Linked DNA regions of Danio rerio: region 1 is linked to region 2. Evidence: chromatin contacts called from public HiCAR-type data. All regions are on one chromosome and are shown on one strand. The core of a region is the stretch at or near the end of the contact, and the rest is flanking DNA. Distances in the headings are between cores, read along the strand shown. Region 1 overlaps prdm16 (PR domain containing 16). Region 2 has its middle 12 kb from the start of prdm16.

Region 1 (4,083 bases), core at 1,252-3,751, 420 kb after region 2:
AAACACATGAACGCACGAATTCCATGTCGGGTTGAACCCGCACTGTCTTTACCACATTCAAAAGTTCAGATGCTATTTATATTATTTAATTAATGTATCTATTAAATTTACTGGGTTTTATTTGAAGCAATGCTATTTTGTGCGTGTTTTTATTCATATCTTGCTTGCCTTTGAGTAGTAAATTAGGCTGTCGCGGTTTCATATGCGCTTTGTAATGGTATCTACATTATCTGTTCATTCTCTTCTTTGTAATTGTTTGCTTTATTATTTTGTATTCGCTATACAAAAAACAATTATAAATATTAATGTGTTTACAGTTGCTATTCAAAATAAATCTCAAGCCATTAGAAAACATGGATGATGATGATAATAATAATGATGATGATAATAATAATAATAATAATATTTAATACATATATATTATATTCAATATATAATAAAAATTTTATTTGTGTTTTTTAACATACCCGTTTTTTTTTTTTTTTGTTCTCTCTTTGCAGATCTATTATAAAGCTATTAGAGATATTGAAATAGGGGAGGAGTTACTGGTTTACATGAAGGACGGAGTTTTCCCCGAGGGCTCAATGGCACCGAACCTGGAAGGTGAGATTAATGCAAGTCATTAGGCACTCTTTTAAACAAACTCACTCAGACCACACTCGTTCACCTCTGCCAACACTTAGCATCAGATACTATACGCATGTCTTCGTGCTACACAAAGGTCGGGAAATATCGAAGACATGAAGTGCGGCAGATTTCAAGCCAGAGGCAAATCAACTGGTACTGGAGAATATTAGAATGAAAAAACAGCATTGTAAAATGTCCTACATGTTGTAGTTTATCGCATTATAAAACAATGTGTATTTATTACCAAATTATTATTTCTTCATTTTAATATTTGCTTTAAAATCTGCAGTGGTTACTTGTAGCTTCAGCGTATGTAAATTCAGAATGTTAGCACTTGCACCCAAAAAAGGACGTTTGCACCCTTAAACTTGTTGTTCACACTACTTATTTAAAATGAGTTGAAACAACACAATTCTTGATTTTTTTGGAGAACAACTTAATTTTTTATGTTTAATCCACTTACATTTGTAAGAATGAATAAACTTAATTCCTTCATGTTGTCCCAACACAAATTGATTGTATGGAACCCAAGAGTAATTATAGTGTGCTGGTTGTTCAAACTACTTATTTAAGATCAGGTGAAACAACACAAATCTTGAGTTTTTTTTTTTTTTTTTTTTTTTTTTTTGGAGAACAACTTAATTGTTTTATGTTCAATTTACTTTAATTTGTGAAAATGAATAAGCTAAGTTAATTTCTTATGTTGTCCTAACACAAATCGATTTTATGGAATCCAAGATGATAACAGTGTGCTGTTTGTTCGAACTACTTATTTAAAATAAGCTGAAACAACACAGTTCTTGAGCTTTTTTGAAGAACAACTTAATTGTTTTATCTTGAATCCACTTTAATTTACAAGAATGAATAAGCTAACTTAATTCACTCTTGTTGTCCAAACACAAATCAATTGCATGGAACCCAAAACTATTTATAGTGTGCTGTTTGTTTGAACTACTTATCTAAAATAAGCCGAAACAACACAATTCTTGAGAGCTTTTTTGAAGAACAACTTAATTATTTTATGTTCAATCAACTTAAATTTGTAAAAACTAACTAGCCAACTTGATTCCTTCATTTTGTCCCAACTCAAATTGATCGTGTGGAAACCAAGTTTATTTACAGTGGGCTGTTTGTTCAAACTACTTATTTTAAATGAGCTAAAACGACACAATTCTTGAGTTTTTGGACCACAACTTAACAGTTTTATGTTCAATCCACTTAAATTTGTAAAAAAATGACCTAGCTAATTTAATTCCTTCATGTTGTTCCAACACAAATCGATTATGTGGAACGCAAGAGTATTCATAGTGTGCTGTTTGTTCAAACTACTTATTTAAAATAAGCTGAAACAACACAAATCTTGAGTTTTTGTACAGGACAACCTAATTGTTTTATGCTCACTCTACTTAAATTTGTAAAAATGAATAAGCTAACTTAATTCCTTTATATTGTCCCAACAAATCGATTGTGTTGAACCCAGCATTGTTTACAATGTGTGAACTTCATCTATATCGTTTTCCCTCTTTCTGAGTGATCTCCTAATTTTGCGATTGAAGCTCAGAGCAGTTGATGCAGACTAGAAAATTGCAAAAGCACTGAAGTGTGTCGCAGCGCAGCAGTCGCTCTCCAAACACATGCTGAAAGTTTATCTGATAGAGATGTGTCTTCAGATCTCCCTGCCAAAAAAAAAAAAAGAAAGAGGCAAGAAGCAGAGCTCTCTGAGGAGAGACGGGGACGCCAAGAGATGCAAGCCAGGCTACCACTCAGACAGATCAATTCTGTGAACAAAAGGGAAGAAACGTAGAGTACATGGTCAATCAGACAAACAGACAGACTGAGAGAGCGATCGAGAGCTCTCCGCGTCCTTCTCAAGGCTTATCGGTGGTGGAATTTGGAGTGGAGCTAGAGGAGTCTCCAGGGACCTCACCCATGCTCACAGATTAGCCGCTAAACTGCACATAATTGTGTTCCCCCTACGTCTCTCCAAGAGCTATTAGTTTCCCATTCCCTGTCTTTTTCCCCAACATTCCTGCCTTTGTCGTTAGTGCTACTGATGGGACGCAAAGATAATGTCTCCAGTTCTTTTTTTTATTGTAATATTATGGCTTCTCTCGATGAAAAAACAAGATATTAAATCAGCACAGACTTTTTTTGTTTGATTTTTTTTCCACTTTAGTTTTCCAAGTAAAGGCCTCTTTGAGGTTACAAGGCCATTCTGTTCAACATATTTGTTTATTTTTTGCTGGACACCTATGAACGTGGATTGTGTTCTGTTAGTTTGTGTTATTAGAATCAATTGGGGGGAACAAACAAACAAACAAAATGTGTTTTGTAATACAGTAAATACAGCATCAATGCAGATTTTTTTAAGAAGTAAAATTTAATGAACTCATCAACTTTGGCTTGAGGATTATGATAACGCATTAGATGCTTGTCTTTCCATTATAGGGTTATCTGTGTACTTGACTCTTCTGTCAAGAAATCAGAAATGATAAGAAAGACACATTTTAGACATTTAACAACAGGTCATTTGAACCAAACGCAAGTGAAAAAAGGAAAACTATGATCTATTTATAGCTTAACATTTAAACATATTTAAAGTGATCTTACACCTGTCAATTGTTATTTATCTTCCAAAGTTATTTTACATTTTTAAAATCTCAGTTATATGTATTTATTAAATGTATAGAATATGATTTACAGAAGACACTCACTAATATGTACTCAGTAATTCAGTGTTTATATACAAAAATGTATTCATATAATAATAAATAAATACTTTTCACAATAAATTCATTCATATACAGTTGAAGTCAGAATTATTAGCCCTCCTGATTTATTAGCCTCCCTATTTATTTTTCCCCCAATTTCTGTTTAACGAAGAGAAGATTTTTTCAACACATTTCTAAACATAATAGTTTTAATAACTAATTTGTAATAACTGATTTATTTTATCTTTGCCATGATGACAGTAATATTATAATATTTGACTAAAGATTTTTCAAGACACTTCTATACAGCTTAAAGTGACATTTAGAGGTTTAACTGGGTTAATTAGGTTAACTAGGCAGGTTAGGGTAATTAGGCAAGATATTGTATAACGATGGTTTGTTCTGTAGACTATCGGAAAAAATTTGACCTTAAAATGTGTTTTAAAAAATTAAAAACTTCTTTTATTCTAGCCAAAATAAAACAAATAAAACTTTCTCCAGAAGAAAAAATATTATCAGACATACTGTGAATGTTTCCTTGCTCTGTTAAACATAATTTTGAAAATATTTAAAAAGAAAAAAAAATCAAAGGTAGGCTAATAATTCTGACTTCAACTGTATATAAATAGAATTATTTTAGTCATCTGGTGAAATTGTATTCATATCACAATATATAGATGATCAAAATATCACAATTAGACCCGTCACGATATCTATATATTGCACCAAAATATATTTGCAATAA
Region 2 (3,878 bases), core at 476-2,975:
TGCGCCCACAGAACTGCCACTCACTGGATATTTTCTCTTTTCTGACCATTCTTTGTAAACCCTAAAGGTGGTTGTGCATTAAAATCCCAGTAGATCAGCAGGTTCTGAAATACTCAGACCAGCCCGTCTGGCACCACCAACCATGCCACATTCAAAGTCACTTAAATCACCTTTATTCCTCATTCTGATGCTCGGTTTGAACTGCAGCAGATCGTCTTGACCATGTCTACATGCCTAAATGCATTGAGTTGCTGCCATGTAAGTGGTTGATTAGAAATTTGCGTTAACGAGCAGTTGGACAGGTGTACCTAATAATCTAACCAGTGAGTGTAGTATTATAATAGTATTAGTCAAGGAACACTGAAATGAGAAAACAAGTCTTCTGACACTTTTATGTATCAAGGTTTTTTACCAAAATAGTAAACTAATGCTATTCCCGATAACTAACAGTGTTTGAGGCCATGAAAACACAAACTTCTGAATCATTACACACGTATCATATATTTTTATTGTCTCTGTGACTGTACTTACTTAAAATTAGGTGGATGGTTTGATTACAATAACCATACTTTTTGTGTGGAGTGTTTGTTTTTTAACCATGGTATTTCGAACTTAATGGGCATTATAAAAACCTCAGGTATCTGAACATGGTTAGTATGAATGAAATTCGGTATTGCTACATCCGCTATGCTCTGTTGCTATGTTCATCACATGTCTTACAAGATTAGTAAGTTATGTCATTTCCATTTATATTTCTTCCCCTGGTCTCATTGGATGTAAAAGTGTCCACTGAATGTGCACTTAAAAAAATTGGCAGAAGTAGTACATCAAGGGCATTTCTCGTCAAATAATGTATATTGATACTTGGCTCACATACTTTTTGCATATACAGTATGCCAATGTTGGAAGCTCAACATGCACAAAGGTGTGCTGTGTTTACTTACAACTAAACATTGCCAACTACTAGTGTGGAATGTATAATTTAAGTCGTTTTGACGATGTTGTATGCAAAATGTCCATGTCTTACCATATTGTCCATGTCTACTGTTGTTGTGTAAACTTTCCCTTCATCTGCCCCTATTATCACGGTTAGTGTTGGTGTTTTACTGCCTCTAGTGTTCATTTGCAAATAGCGTATAGGTACAATGCTGTAGGTGTTGTTGATTCACTTTCCCCACCGCCCTTTTATGAAATGTAACTAACCTGAAAATATAGGACGGGAAATGTGGCGGGAATGTTGATTAACGACATGATGTCGTTCGCACATAGTCGAGTCTGAATAAATGTCTGACAGGTTGGCTTCAGATTGGGCCAGTCAACAAGCCTGCATCTCTGAGAGAAATACATTTTAATTAAAGAAATGCATATTCTGAAAAAACGGGAAAGCTAATAAGGGAAAACATAAATGTGGGATATTTGCAGAAAGATTTATTCTTTGTTCACACTTCATTTTCCCCCTCACACTCTTTCACTTTTTGCTCTCTCTGTCCCTCCGTCGTGCTGCCGACCATCTGCGCTGACCGCTTTGAGCGTATTTTCTTTTTTCGACACATTGCCAAGTGTTTTAAGTGCAAAGGCTGGTGTACCTTTAAGGGAAACGTAACTGCACCGCCAAAACTTGTCAAATCCAGGCTGAATTTGTCACACAGAATAATCATAACAGCCAAGAGAGCATGTTCTTAAGCCGTACAGTTATGAGCAAAGCGCTGGAGAGTTCACTGGCTATGTGGTAGGTACGACATCAATTGTGGAGTTTTAAGCCATCCAGGGCCGTGGCTGCCGTGTAGATACAACCAGGGCCGGATTAACCAATGGGCCTTATGGGCACAGGCCCAGGGGCCCGTGCGCACTAGGGGCCCCTGCGAGGGGGGAGAAAAAAAGACAATTTCGGAGTGTCTTTTTTGGCTAATTGCAAATAGCGCATCTAGTTGGAATAAGCTATTCAGGGTTTACGCCCATCGCTGCCTGATTGATAGAGACAAGATGAGTATAGAGCAGTCAATTGTAACAGCCGCAGTGGCGCACCTTGTAAGGCACCCAGTATCATCTTTTGACGCGATTAATTATAAACTCGGTTCGAATCCACCATCAGCTGAACTCGTGCTACTTTTTTTTTCTCCCCATTACAAATCAGATTGGAAATATATTTTTAACAGGAAGGAACATTTTTAAAAAAAATAATGCAAATGTGATATAAAGTCACAAGTGTCTCGTGGGTATTTACTAATGTTTAGCCTTAATTATAGGTGCCTCCCTCTCTGCAAAAACTACATTGCTCAGACAACTGTATTTCCTCTGAGCAAAAAAATCGCGAACACATATTAATATTATTATTATATTTAAACTGCCTTTTATTCGTTAACTAAACAGAATGCTGTAATTGGTCAAGCGCGGAAACGTCAGTTTTGTAATAACCCGCACTAAACTGAGCGGACTTTAGTGTAACGTTATAACTGTCATAGATCAAAAATGAGTGGACAAGTGGATTTAGCAAACGCGAGAGAAAGAGGAGAAGGGGCATCTTTATTGAGGCATTTTCCATACACACCTTCTTTAAACAGACCCGTGATCAGGAGAATGAGGGCACAGAAGAAGACGTTATGGTAACTTTAAATGATGAGTAGCTAGCATTAACCAGGCGGAGAAGGCTAACGGCAGCGCAGCGCGGACTGGATTCATCGTGTGAGAGACAGACAGAAAAGGAGAGAGAGAGGGAGAGAGAGAGAGAAAGGCCCAGAAGAGGAGAGAGACGGGAGAGAAGAGGTATAGTGCGTGTGATTTCGGATACTTTTAGGTTTATAATCAAGTCTTCATCACGAGAAGAGTAGAGAAAATACAGGGAGAGGAGGAGAGAGACAGTAAATCAGTGTTTGTATTATGTAAGACTCAGATTCATAGAACTGGATTGGAGAAGCATTGTGCGTTATATGCCATGGCAATAATATGCTTTATAAGTTTGTAAAAGCAATACATTAAAATACCCTTAAAAAAAAAAAAAAAAAAAAAAATATATATATATATATATATATATATATATATATATATATATATATATATATATATATATATATATATATATATATATATATATATATATATATATATGTGTGTGTATATATGGCCAGGTAGGGGGCCTTACAAGACAATGTGCCCAGGGGCCCCTGAGTTCTTAATCCGGGCCTGGATACAACATTCCTCTACGGCTAGCTGATCTCCCGGGTGAACGCCTGCTTAAGCTCAGCCGGTGACAGGACGCGAGACATGCACGCAAATTAATTCAGATTTTGCGTGCCTTCCCTTTGCTCAGTTTGGATGTATCTACTTGAGAATGATGGAAGAAAGAGTGGAAAGCACGTTGTGTAATGTGCGCAATATATTCTGTATATTTTTTGGCTGTAACGTTTGGGCTATATGTACATTTATTGACTTAAAAATAATTGTTACATAGCGAAATAGGAGTTTGCCCTGACACCAGATATAGGCTATCTGCACGTTTATTTCTGTTTTAAAAGCTAGGCTATATTTTAAATCATTTTGCACTTGACGGAGTCATAATACTGATGACAAATCACAAATCTATGTATGAAACTGATGTTTTTCTATCTTATTTAAATATAAGGAAGGTGGATGACCTGAATTTGAATCTATCACATTATTTGAAAAGTACAGAAAGATAAACTTACTCTCCAGCTACAAAACATATTCGTAAATGGTTGCATGAACAGCTTGTTTTATAGTGTTTTTCTTCTTTACATCTTAGCCAGTAACATAAAAAGTAGATGTGGCATACAAAGGTGGGATGCTGGGAATGTCTCCAATGTGGGAATGACGGGAGAGGAGAAGGAATGTTGGATAGGTAGAATTGCTGGTGGGACAAA

What was found. HiCAR-type assays count read pairs that join an accessible place to other places.
Region 1: a contact with region 2 is called in a HiCAR-type map of caudal fin, with 16 times the contacts expected there. The contact joins two enhancer-like sites. A contact is called at or near these places in 2 of 18 Hi-C or Micro-C datasets (both in embryo) and 1 of 4 datasets of contacts at active chromatin or transcription factors (caudal fin).

What each region holds. Positions count from the first base shown.
Region 1 is chr8:58,236,855-58,240,937 of GRCz12tu, forward strand. It overlaps prdm16 (PR domain containing 16), which reads left to right. Exons shown (of 16, transcript XM_073911182.1): 5 at 501-603. Among named protein-coding and RNA genes, the nearest start is that of nppal, 120 kb to the right of the region's middle. Within about 2 kb of position 2,502, at least 4 of the 62 cell types and tissues checked have an H3K27ac peak or open chromatin away from gene starts, as enhancers often do.
Region 2 is chr8:57,816,601-57,820,478 of GRCz12tu, forward strand. No RefSeq gene overlaps it. Among named protein-coding and RNA genes, the nearest start is that of prdm16, 12 kb to the right of the region's middle. Within about 2 kb of position 1,726, at least 3 of the 62 cell types and tissues checked have an H3K27ac peak or open chromatin away from gene starts, as enhancers often do.